2 separate regions of the Gasterosteus aculeatus genome follow, and region 1 is linked to region 2. A link is a contact called in public Hi-C data. All regions are on one chromosome and are shown on one strand. The core of a region is the stretch at or near the end of the contact, and the rest is flanking DNA. Distances in the headings are between cores, read along the strand shown. Region 1 holds the start of ppp1r3aa (protein phosphatase 1, regulatory subunit 3Aa). Region 2 holds the start of ifrd1 (interferon-related developmental regulator 1).

What was found. Hi-C and Micro-C count contacts between places; a contact is called where the count stands out from the background.
Region 1: a contact with region 2 is called in a Hi-C map of skeletal muscle, with 2.7 times the contacts expected there. The contact joins the promoter of ppp1r3aa here to the promoter of ifrd1 in region 2. A contact is called at or near these places in 3 of 6 Hi-C or Micro-C datasets (liver, skeletal muscle and whole body).

Annotation. Positions count from the first base shown.
Region 1 is chr4:28,422,966-28,429,565 of fGasAcu3.hap1.1, forward strand. ppp1r3aa (protein phosphatase 1, regulatory subunit 3Aa) reads right to left here and starts at 1,254. Exons shown (of 4, transcript XM_040173977.2): 1 at 1-1,254. The coding sequence starts at 482. foxp2 (forkhead box P2) reads left to right here and starts at 3,942. Exons shown (of 18, transcript XM_078101794.1): 1 at 3,942-4,495.
Region 2 is chr4:28,293,679-28,300,437 of fGasAcu3.hap1.1, forward strand. ifrd1 (interferon-related developmental regulator 1) reads left to right here and starts at 1,683. Exons shown (of 12, transcript XM_040174694.2): 1 at 1,683-1,960; 2 at 3,610-3,714; 3 at 3,935-4,016; 4 at 4,273-4,397; 5 at 4,539-4,696; 6 at 4,810-4,860; 7 at 5,000-5,178; 8 at 5,311-5,419; 9 at 5,555-5,689; 10 at 5,944-6,072; 11 at 6,556-6,651. The coding sequence starts at 1,924.

The DNA.
Region 1 (6,600 bases), core at 4-2,503, 130 kb after region 2:
CAGGACACGTAGAACTCCTCCGGGTGATGGGTGGCCTCGTTTTTGGTGTGCCGGTTGACTTCTGACTCCGCCACTTCGGGATTGTCGAACTCCTTGACCGATACCAGGTTTAGGCCGAACGCATCTGCGAAGGACACCTTCCTCCGAATGACCGGTGGGGGCTCCGGTTCGGAGTCCTCGTCCGTTTCCTCGTCTGTGGCGGAACCCATCGGGGACGAAGCTTCCTTTCCTCCCTCTTCCTGCTCCCCATTTCCTTGGCTTTCCACCTCCATAGCCTCCCCTTCCTCTTCCAAGGGTGGGATGTGCAGAACATCCATAATGTGCGAGGTGGGGTGGGGGGGGGGTCTGCCCGTACTGCCGTCCGTCTGGCTCGGAGGGAGGCACAGACCAGAGTGCCCCTGACCTGGCAGCAGTGGCACTGCAGGAGGGGGAGCAAGGAGAGGACGTGACTTGACGGGTGGAGTTTGGTTACAGCTGGACATTTGGAGCGTGAGCCAGGCCTATTAATAGGACACATCTAACTCGACCGTGGCAGGCCAGTTATCCTCTCAGTTATCATCGTACGACGTGTTTGGTAGTTACTCAAATAAATAAAGGGAAACGCAGCTTTTATAAAGCACTTTCAAGAACATGTTTGAAACACATGAGCGGGGTGTCTGTATTTTGTGAAAATATTCTGTGCCCCAAAATAACGATTTGTTTTTCAACAGTGTGGGTTAATTAAGAACACGATAAAGATAAGGCTGAAATGGAAGTTTTAGTATGAGTACAATGGTATACAAGGTCTCCGGGTCGTAAATCATTTTATCACTGTGAGATTTACTGTAATATGTGCATGTAAACACGTAGCTGGACATCTTTATACCAGAAGGTGGTGTTGCTCCTGGCAGGATTTGCATAATAGGAAACTAGACAGACAGTTGGTTCTCCAGACTAAAACATGTCACCATTGATCACATTCATATTATAGTTATTCTAACTTTGCACTGATATTGATTCCTAAATGAATTGTTGTGACCTCTAGCGCCATCATCAGGTCAAAATGTCCATTTGTTCAGAATTTTGTATCATGAAGAATGATTGGCATGCTAAGATATTAAACTAGGTGAAAATCAGAAAGGCACATTAGCATTTAGCTCAAAATACTGACACAATCAGGGTGGTGTGATTGTTCACATAGGCTATAATCAGTTACACACAGCAAATATCTGTAACAATGTGCTACCTTTATATAAGAAACTATTCAGTTAATGATTGTACACAGACAGGTATGAGTAACACTGTTTCAGGGGATTTCTATGATTTTATACACCTGGATCCTACAGTAAGTTGACCTGCACCCAAATGAGCTAAATCTGACCTCTGACCTCCACCTGTAGACAGAAAAGAAGAATAAAATGTTGTGTTATCATCGATGATGTCTCAGATAATTATTGCTGCTGATTCTGTGATTGAATACCTGCTGATCCTCTTGTATCATTGTGTATCATTGCAGCCTTCATTGTTCAGGTCTATTGCATCCTGCAAGAGAAGACTGGGGATTGTCCTGTTCTTTGTAGCGAGTAGAATTTGTGTGTGTGTAGATATACTGGATACCCGCATATCCAGTATATCTTGTAAATAGACTTTAGGGCTCGTTATACGATCCTTTCCAGGTAGGTGAGCCACTCTTTCTCCTCAAAGGACCCTTTGTTCCATGTTTTCTTAAAGACAAGGGTTCTATTGTTAGTTTTAATTGCACCTTTTGTCTTTAAATAGTATAAAAGAATTCTCATTTGCAACTTTGGTAAAGGCAGATGTATACAAACTAGTGTTATAAATGCTATAGCTATACAACTCTCTAAATAACTGCGAACATATTTAGGTATACATTCGTAATACTGTTACATTCATTCATTTAAAAAGTACTTAGCTGCTACCAATCAGACAACACTAGATTTAAAAAAAAATTCAATTCAAGGGTTCACAACTAGAAAGGAAGCTGACAAATGAGGGAATAACCTGCTGTGAAGACAGTAACACAGTAATCAAAAGCTGGATCAATTCCTCTTTTCAACTATCCAAGCAAATGTGTTTGCTCCAATTATTTTGTCAGCCCTTTGAATTTATTAACAAAAGATAAGTTTCATGTCTAATGTAGATCAGTAAATGGCACTGTGTGATCAGATTACAAAAGAAATCTAATATGGCAAATACCAGATTGATTAAATTTGTACTTTCCATCCCTTCGTTTGTTTTCCTCGGACACTTTTAATAACAATCAGAAGTGACCACTAGGTGGCAGCAAACCACCACATTTACGCCAAGTTTGTTTCCCCTTCGCATCCTCACCACTTCCTAGAAGCTGTTTCCTCCTACTTGTTATTTGAGGATTTTTCAATTAGCATTACGATATATGACACAAACAAAACACGAAAAAACAATAAATCAAATGATTGCATGCTAGAAACACTATACGGCTACCCCGTTTTTTTACTCGAACAACACATGAATCATCATTTACTCTTCATTTTCTTTTTTTAAGCCAGGCCAGTCTTTGGACATTATGGATTTCATGGATAGTAACGGCATATTTATATCAATAACAATCACTAATGAGGACAACTATTTTATGATTTTAGTCAATATAACTATCGGGGCGAAAACACATTCAGACGAAAGAAAAATAAATGTGGACCAATTATATTTACCACAATAAATCAGTATAAAAGTCGTTATAATCAACATGAAATATAATTTTGAATATTGATAATAGAGAGAATAAGACGGGCGTTTGTAACATGTTTAAAACGTGTCCCCCCCCCCCTTCCACCTTTCTTTCTTTCAGTTGATAATATTCTGGACAATCATTTCTTGACCGTGAACGTCTCAGCGGTTTAAAAAAAGAAGAAAGAAGACAGCAATGCCCTTTAACCGCTGTTAAATGTATGATCTACTAATACATGAATAAATAGGCTGAATTACTTTGTGAAGGTATGACAGTGGAGCGGATAAGGAAAAAAGTGCATCTCCATCTTTATAATAATGTCTTGATTTAGCCGTGATTTTATTGGACATCTATAGGGGTTAGTTGAAATGTATGTATACGTGTTTTACATTATAAATCGCAATTGTGTATGACGATCGTTATATTTAATAAGATATCACCGTTATTGATCCCCCATCATTTTACTGAATGCATACACGCGTCAATAATGTATTCATGTTTCACTGCAAACCGAATACTGTCAAATTCATTAGAAAATAAAGGCTAATTTAAAACCTGTGAACAAAAATGACAGACGTGATGCTGAGGTTTCAATCGTGCATTGAAGGATGGTGAAGATAAAGTCTGTTCAGTTTCCGGCTTTACACAATCAAAATTCTTAATTTTGCATCGATGTTATTGATATTGATTCATTCTTTTGAGTTGATTGACCAGTTTTATTAATTTAGGTATTTACAGTTTTGTAATGCCTAGAGAGTGAAATAATCCCAGTTTGGTCGCTTTAAATAAAAAGTAGTTCAATTCTTACGTTACATCAATGCTCTGTATTGTCTCTTTATGCTGTTCACGCAATTGGATGTTGTTGCAACAAAACCACTCGGTGCAAAGCTTCTTATGAACCACTTAAATTCCCGGATGCGGTGCCGGGCGCACGCAGCCTGTCTGTGGGTCGGTGGGAACCGTCCCGTTACCGGAAGGTCGCCGGTTCGCTACCCGACAGCAACGAACGGCCACCGCGCGGAGGCTCCCCGACCCAGAGCGACCGGCCCGCGGGAGAAAACACTTCTGAAAACGTTGGAAAAACGGGTAAACAAACTTTTTTATAAATTTTTTTGGGGGGATTACTTTTTGTTTACGAAGCAGGTGGCTCTGACGTCACACGGGGTCGCAGTACTCCCAAAAATAACAACACACACCTCCGCGCACAAGCGAGTGCCTTCCCCTGGGAGTGTGTGTGAGTCTGTGTGTGTGTGTGCGTGCGTGTGCGTGTAGTGGGTGGGTTCTAGTCTTAAATATACTTGCTTGCTGGGATACTGCTTGATGTGTGTTCGTAACGCAAGAAAAAAAACGAAAAAAAGAAAACAAGCCGCGTCTTCTTCGCATTGCGCGTCATTCAAACAGGACTCGGTGTACCGCTTTTCCCTCTGTTGCATTAGTAATAACAGCGGCGTTGACGGGAGACAGCAGGAGAGAGAGAGAGGGAGAGGGAGAGAGAGAGAGAGAGAGAGAGAAAGTGTGCGTCTCTCCGACCGCGGTGCCCAGCGGAGGAATACCCGTGCTTTTTTATTTACTCTGCAGCTTGTTGTTGGTTTTCATCCGCGTTATGGTGAACTTGGACGGTCACGTGTGAAAGACATCGCTGCGAACACCGGAGACGGACGGCGACTTCTCTCACCTGGCGTGTCTTTTTTCCCTTTCGGCGAGGGACAAATTCACCCCCCTCCTCCACTCCCTCTTACTCCTTCACAAAAAAAGAAAGAGGCTACCTGCCATTTTTTTCTCGTGTTGGTAAGTTTCTTTTCCCTGTCCCGGCAGCATGTCCTTTCTCTGCGCGCGCTCCCTCTTGACTTTCGTGTAATTAGGAAGTGGACCACAAGTTTGTTGTTCCCACGCGTTGTTGTCTCGCGCTCGGCAAACTGTGATTGTTTTTTTTTTTTTAGGTGTGCACTTTGTTATTTTCCACCCCCCTCCCGGGGCATATTGTGGGGTTCGGACCCTGGTTTAGGGTTCTGACACCCGCGGCGTCGCGTGCTCCGAGCGCCGCGCGCTGACTCGCGATAAACAAAAAGAAACTCCCGAGTTATTTGTCGCCCATGTGCGCCTCGGTTCGAGCCTTTTCCCTTACAGATAGCTCGCATTCCGCAGCTATTTGTATTCATCACCAAGTGATGAGTGACGTCTCCAACTAATTGAACACAAGGAGAGAAAAAAAAGTCCGTGCAGAAATGTGGTGAATTGGGTCTTATTTGGTTATTAGTAAGTGTTCTATTTTTTAATTTCGTCTCTCCACCACGAAGGAGGTATAATGTCAAATTGTATCTACATTAATTTCACTGAAAGCCATTTCAATATCTGTTTCTGTTTATTGGTTATTATAATTGTAGTATTTACTAAAACCAAGTAAACAGTGGATTAATTATGTGCAGTGCAGATGGTCATTTCCACATCAAATGCAGAATGCATATTTCATCTTTTCTTATTCATTTGTCAAGTTCTAATGCCGCTTTGAAATTCCTTTAGTGTAGCCATGGTATTTTCATCTCTGACACACAAAGGTGGTGTAGAGTTTAACATATTAATTTCTTATCATTCCTTATAATTTTTAAAAATAGCACTGTCACAGTTTGTTGAGATGAAACCTACATGCACAAAATGAATGCATACGGCATACGCTGCAGTTGTTTCTAATTATCAATGCTTTACCTACATCATCAATACCTCTGAACATCAGCGGCCAAGACCTTACCGTGCTTGTATGCTCCACTTTAATACTCCATTTTTGTCCGGATACAAACAGCGATGCTTGTTGAATATACCAGAATTCATGATGCTTGATCTCAAATTCTAACTCACCAACCAAATCAGTGAAAGCTCAGAAAGCGCTTCTGCTATTTCACAAACTGTGTCTCGCCACCGCTCTCCCGCACCGTGGCCCCGAAAAGTCTATAGATGTACCTTCTTTTTTAGGGGGGGGTAAAGAAAGGCTAACGAGGGGCACTGATGGCTGCCGAACTCTCTGGGCCTCTCATATGATCAGCTCTCACCCCTGGTTTAGTTGGAGCGAACCCCTCCTTGCTCCAGCCGCAGGGTGCACAGGTGTTCCCTCCTCAGTTATGCAGGTGTGCCCCCCTCCCTCCCCCCTCTCTCCCCCCACCTTCCTCTTGCCCTCCTCCCCCCTCTCCCCTTCACTCAGCAGGTCTCACTCCTCTTCAAAGGGCCGAGCGGGCAATAAATGCCCCTCGTGAAATATGTCGTAGACACAATCGGCCCCTTTGTTGAAGAGCTCCCTGCAATCGTTTCTTAGCAGGTTTAAAACTCGTGCATCCCTCTCTTGTGTCCCCGCTGTCCGGGCAGCGGGTGTAAAGTCACTTGCATTTTGGTGAAAACCGGATGCACTTTTACCCCCCCCCCCTCCCATCCGAGGCTGTGGGAGAGATGGGGGAGAGACTTTCCATTAGTCTCCCTCCAACACTGACCGTTGTTGGGAGGAGTGCACTTATTACCCCCCGACTCTCCCCACTCTGCGTCCGTCTTTTGATTGCTGCATTCATCATCGGCCAGTCGTGCTCTACATTATGGTAATAGGAAAATGAATGTCCTCCACAGGATTAATGTGTATTCCCTGTCATACGTTTCAATCATTTATCAATATTAAGATTCAGCTTTCAGCTCAGTGAACACCGGTCTGGGCATGATTTTATCTTTTTAGATGTGGAAATCGTCGCTTCCACCTTTGCTGATGACGAATATGCTTTGCGATTTCATTTCATTCAAAAGAAAAAGAACGAAAACGTGCCGTGTGAATGCAGAGACCGCTCTAGCTGACAGCCCTGATGACTACATGCAAAATGGCGACTGCAGAGTTACGCTCAGAGTCCGCGGGAAGCCGGATT
Region 2 (6,759 bases), core at 433-2,932:
TTTACCTTCATTCCCACCCTGTAGATTTTTAGACAGTTCCAATCGATTGCTCCGCTCTGAAAGAAATAGATTGAATGCATCCTCATCCCAAATCCATCTCATTCGGGCAAATGACCTCAGAGCATAAGCCATGAAATGTTTTCAGATGGCACTGGACACTATATCCCTCTCCTGTGTACTTCTAACTGATTTGATTTGTATAACATGCTTGTATTTAGAAAAATACTATTAGGAAATGGGCTTTAAGTACATATTTGATAGTGAAAGAAATGTCAGTTGATGTTATTTTCTCATGTATTCCTCTTGTGTTGTCTACCTTATGCAACATAAAAGACTGTACATATTATGCAAAGCAAACAAACACATACAGTGCATTGTTTCTCAAATGACTGTCATCACAGGAGCTTATATTAACTCTAATATAAAAGTCTATAATGCAATTTATTTCTGTAGCAGAAGACTAATGATTGCGTCAGTCCTCTAATCACAGCATCCGTTGTAGATGCACACAACGGCACCAACTGCATCATAGGCCCCAATCATCACTGTGACGATTGCATTACAGAAGTAGATGATTGAATCACCTTCATAGTAGAGGAAAAGTATCACACAAGGCTATGAGTCGCAGCAGAGAGCCCTGCTGCAATCTACTCCATGCATATTTCATAGATTGTATTAGAGATCCCAACATGTAATTATGTCCAAGCAAAGCCTGACAAATAAAGGTAATAGACTGGCTTTCATATACAAAAGATCTTTAAAAAATGTTGCTGTATGCTTGAATATTATAAAAAGCCCCATTGATCAACATAAAATATACAAGTTGTAAGTTGTGCAATAGAAATAGTGCAAAGAAATAAATTCTTATTGAATAGACATTCGCTCTGTTATGTATTATTAATAAAGATGTCTTTACAATGCTTAAATGATAATCTATCATCTAATCATCGGCAGCAGTGGATATTTCGGCCTTAGTGTTGACTTAAGTGTTCATCAGTGCAATGACTAGCAGGAAAAAAGAATAATCTGTTGCAAACAAACTTATTTATAATATATATATATATATATATTATTATATATACTATTTTTTTGTTACTATTATATAATATTTACTGAAGCAACTGAACAACTTTGTTGTATTTTCTGAACAACAATGTACTGTATCTGAGTATTGTAACTGAGATAGCTTACATAGTAATGGAGTAGGCCTCAGAAGTTGGCCTCGGAAATGTATCAAAAAAGAAAGTTACTGTTACTTTTTACCATTGATTACAGCCTGCAATTATAGCACAAAAGCTATTGTAACATCAGTTCGAGAGGCTGCACATCCCGACCACCACCACATTGTAATATATGATCCATCCATCCATCCAACCATCTGCAACCACTTATCCTTCACACAGGTGGGTGGGCAGGAGTCTATCCCTGCCAACTTCGGGACACCTTGGATTGGTCGCCACACATACAACCATTCACAGTCACATTCACACACCTACGGCCAATTTATAGTCACCAACCAACCGGATCCCCAGTGCATGTCCCCAAAAAATCTAATTTAGACAGCTTCATGCTACGACTAAAACCGTAATCAGATCCACACTTCACTAAGATAACCAAATGCGCATTGTGTCCACGTTTCTGTTACACGCATCACGTGCAACAATTCTATTCCCGGATTGGTCAGAGATGCCGGAAACCTCCTCGTGACATGTCAGCCGATATAAATACTTGGAGCCGCCCTCTTCGTACTCAGCCCTGTTTTATGAGGGAAAATGTATCGTCTCAGCCAGCAGTTTATCTCCGAGATCGCCTTTAATTCCTTTCTATCCGCCGTGCCACGGGAATATTTACATTTTACGAGACAACATAGTAAAAGCTGGTCGTGTATTGGCTGATTATTGATCAAACTTAACATTTATCTGCATGAAAATGCCGAGAACCAAGAAGAAGAATGGCCGGGGTAAGTAAGCGAGCGGCCGCATTGCATTGGCCCTGCGTGTTGGCTCAAGGTAGTTGTAGTTCTCTTCGTGTTTTCACTTCGTTGAGTGGAGGTGAACGTGTTCATAGTCAGGACTACAGATATCCGAGGCTCGCTTACGTCACAATGCAAAGCTAGCTATCCGTGGTCAGACAATGCATCGCTTTTTACAAAAAGAAGGTGCCATCATACGACTGTATTACTTATATTTAATGACACACTGGTTTAATGATAATAAAGTGGTATAACCTCACTTCACATGAGCCCTTCATTATCGGCATATGCTACAAGCTAATGTCTGCTAGCGCAAGCTAATGTCCACTTCCATCTAACGTTAGCTGCTTTATTTGGAAGGAACATTTTTAAATAACACACGTGCTCCTTTTGACAACTTGCTTTTTTTCGGATGTGATTGTTGCCTCATAGACAAACGAATAACTCCCTGTAACGTTAAGTCTCCAAGGCATGTATTATGTTAAGTTAGCTTAAGTAAGGTCGTCTCGTCTGAAGATTAACCTCAATTAATCTTTGGCTGAATTTGTGACGTTTAACTAGCACAGACGGCAGATAACCCTTTGCCTAATTTGTTATTACTGTTTAGCGACACAAGGCGGACATTTTGGCCTCAGGGGAGCAGATTGGTAAAGAGGCAGCGCCCGGTTCCCAGAAATCAGCTGTGGTGTGTAGAGAGTCCACGTGAACAACAGAAATAGCCTCCATTAGGGGGCTAAAATGGCCCTTTAGAAACAGCCCAGGATTCCTTCCTAGTGCCTCCATCGTGATCGGAGGTACTACAGTGCTCTTTTTTTTTTTCATGGATGGGACTTCTTTTAAGAGCTGTTCTTGCAGTGATGCGCTTTACCAGCATGTCTTCCAGAGGTTAATTCGGGTCATTCAGAAGAGACGGACGCCTGCTGAATCTGTGACTGTGGAAGCAATACCTCCCACAGGCTTGTTTTTCTGTGCATGGTGTCTAACAACTAATGCAATCAAAGCTTTTTAGTTTTGAAAAATGAACAGACTGGTTCACAGCTGGGGATCAGACTCTTTTAAAATATTAAGCACAGGCTGGCAACAGTGCACGTATTGAGTGCCTTTGCGTTTTTCTGCGTGTTCCTGTTCAATAATTTGAACAGGAATTTTAACATTTCCTTCCTGGACCAGTGATCACGCCTCTGATTTGGCACAGACTGGTGAAGAGCTGAAATAACTTCCTTCCTTTGCTCTTTGGACGATTCCACAACTGTTTTTCCATTCGGTCGTTTTGCCCCCAAAGGTGTTTACTGTAGCGGAGAGTCAAAAGCTTCTCCCAAAAAATCTGTTCTGTTGACCCATGAGCCTCCAAGCTGAACCCAGTGTTGTGTTTACCCAGTCAGCAGGAGCGTGGGTTGCCCTTGACACTGGCGACGTGGTGCCTTTTCATAGGAGGTAGCAGACAGATAAGGCATGCAAAGGAAAGGAATATAGATTAGAAAACTTCATTATTGTGCTACAGTACCTGTGTGCAGCCTTGGTTGCATAATGTGCTCAGCCAAACCAGCTGCACTCTACAAACACACTTCAAATGATAAGGGAAATTCTATTTTTTTTTTTTTGTGCTTATTGTTTTCTTTTCCATCTTTTGTTTACAGGGGGGCCACATGGACATGTGCATCCTTTCAGTGATGAGGATGCCTCCATTGAGACCCTCAGTCATTGCAGCAGCTTCAGTGACACCGCCAGTGTCGCAGATGAAGGTTTGTTTGTTTGTGTCCAATTGGTTGTATCCTACATCGTTGGGCAACTTATTGAGTGAAGCTGGCCGATGTTTCTTGAACACAACCTCCTAAAAGTTGTATAACTCTGGCATAGAACTGCAATTCGTCCATTTTTTCCCCCCCCGAGACCAGTGGCTCGTATCAATACTGCAAAGCATATCAGGCAAATGTCCACATCTACATCTTGTGGCGTTTCCAGGTGGAGAGGCCAGTGAGGACACGGCTCAGGAAGATTTCCAGTACAAGCTGAAGGGCTTCATAGACAGCACAGTTGATAAGAGGTGAAAAATAAACTGCCTGCTTTTTAACAGTCAAGGTCCACTTGTTATCGAAGACTGCAAACAGTTCTTTTTGGCCCTTTCTAGTTCACTCCATCAAGCCACAACTGTTGTATTTCATTTCTGGGTTGTTAAAACTGCTGTAATCAGTTTAACTCATAGGGTCCTCATCCACCTATTGGCTAAACCAGAGGATATTTAGCACATGCACTTACCATGTGTTATTGCAATATTGATTTGTTTATATCCGTTTCCTCAGTGCTAAGACCAGACAAGGGGCACTGGATGGGCTTAAGACAGCAATGGCCACACGGATCCTGTATGAATTCATCTCAGAGAGAAGGATGACCGTCACGGACAGCATTGAACGCTGCCTTAAGAAAGGTACAAGGAAACCTCATTCAAATGTTCCTTCAACGGCCTCACCCCACTTCCTAATGCATTGTGGGGTTTTTTTAGGCGCCTTTTTCTAATCGGAGTTTGTCTCACGGTGCTGAAATTCTGGGTGTAAATTCTCCCCCTCAGGCAAAGGCGAGGAGCAGCGAGCAGCAGCTTCTTTAGCCTGCCTGCTGTGTATCCAGCTGGGCCCGGGCATCGAGAGCGAAGAGGTGTTCAAGACCCTAAAACCCATCTTCAAAAACATCCTGGCAGATGGATCAGCCAGCATTCAAGCCAGACAGGCTGTGAGTACCTGATGTATTGTAGCTGTCTTCTCCCTTTTTTCTTTTTTTTTTTTTTGAACCTGTATGCGCTGTGGAAAGTTACCTGAACAAATTTCTGTTTACCTTTTTTACAGGTTGCGACAAGTCTGGGCCTCTGTACTTTGGTTGCAGAAGATGACATTTTGGTATGTTTTTGATCTCTTCTGGTATTGTCTGCAACATACTGCCTTGACAGCATGTTGAACTCAAAACAAGCCTCTACCGATTGATCGTAAACATGTCATTTGAGACGACTTGTGTATCTCTGCTGCTTGCTCCCTCTAGGACGTGCATGCTAGCATGGAGTGCTTTGAGAACCTGTTCACCCGGTCCTATGCGAGGATGGATGGTACCTGTCCTCTGATCAGCCCCCAGATGAGCCAGCTCCACACCAACGCCTTGCTGTCCTGGGCCCTGCTGCTCACTATTTGCACCGCCAACCAGCTCAAAGACATCCTGCACAAGTAAGACACATGGTTTGAAAGTCTTTGGGAGCTTAGCATGAACTAAACATTATTTGGAAAAAAGATTAGCTCTGAAAAAATGCAAGAAAAATTTTTTTGATCATTTGGATCGCATGTGTTTTTGTCATGCAGACATCTGCCTAAATTGCCAAGATTGCTGGAAAGCGACGATGTCAACATGAGAATTGCTGCAGGGGAGACGATTGCTCTGCTTTTTGAGTTGGCCAGAGACCTGGACTCGGTAAGTTAAAGTTCTTTTAATCTTTCCTTTTATTTCAATCCATTTGTCTGTCCAGTGTGGTACCTTCCTTCTTTTTTTTTTTTCTTTCTTCTTCGTCATAAATGCAACAATTCTTTCGGTGGCACTTTTTTTTAGGAGTTTGAGTTTGAGGACTGGGAGCAGCTTTGTGATAAACTGAACGCGCTGGCCACAGACTGTAACAAGCACAGAGCCAAGACGGACAAGAGGAAGCAGCGGTCGGTGTTTAGAGACGTACTCAAGGCTGTTGAGGTGAGTGTTTGGGAGTCCTGCTGACCAGGCCTCGGTTTGCCTGCTTTTTCACTGACTTTTTGTTTCAAAAACAAATGTTATGTTGTTATGTTATGTTTCATCGGTCTTCGCCTGAACGCCTTCGAGTTAAAAAAAATCCAGACATTTATTTCTTTTTTTTCTTTTTTTTTTTTAGTTGACAGAAATAACTACTTCCGAAGACTGCGTTTTACTACTACTGCATTTTAAGATTTTTTTTTTTTTTATTCTTCCAGGAGGGAGACTTCCAGTCTGAGGCCATTCGCTTTGGGACGGAGCGCATGACCATCGACAGCTGGGTCCGAAAGAGGATGTATGATGCTTTCAGAGAGTTTGTGGGCTCTGGGATGAACTACCACTTACAGGTATTATTTATTAAGAATTCCCCTTTCAATGAGGACCAATATCAGTAATAAGACTCCACAACAAACCCCCAAATTTCAGTGCACACAAGTTGACATTTCAATTGCACTGCAGAATCCCGTTTGGGCGGGTTTGGTGTGTAACAGGAGCTCTTTTCTCCTGCCTTGACACAGCACTAAAAGACAATGAAGATCTGTGGGACTGCCTGATGCAAGAGACAACACTTGCGTCTTGATTTAGGATAATGTTGCAGATGAAAAAAAGTAGCTGGTTGGAAAGTAGTCGCCACTCTGGCTGGAAGCCAGTGCGCGTGGAAAAAGTGCAACATTTCGCGAGTGAACCTATTTCAGAGCAAAGAACACAAACGGTATCTAAAATTGGCAAGCTAGTGTCTCGCAGTTTTCGTGTGATGCTTGTATTGTGTTGCGCTGACTGTTGCTAGAAGTATTTTGTCTCATGTGTTTTTTTTCCTCACATCTCTCAAGGCCAATGAATTCATCCGAGACGTGTTCGAACTGGGTCCGCCTATGTTGGTTGATTCCGCCACAATGAAGGCCATGAAAATCCCTCGCTTTGAAAGGGTATGTGTCTATATGCACACCAAAAAATGATCCTATTGTGTTTAAAAGTCTTTCATTTTATTTATTATTATTATTTTAAATCTTGTGGCATGACAAAGTTATCACATC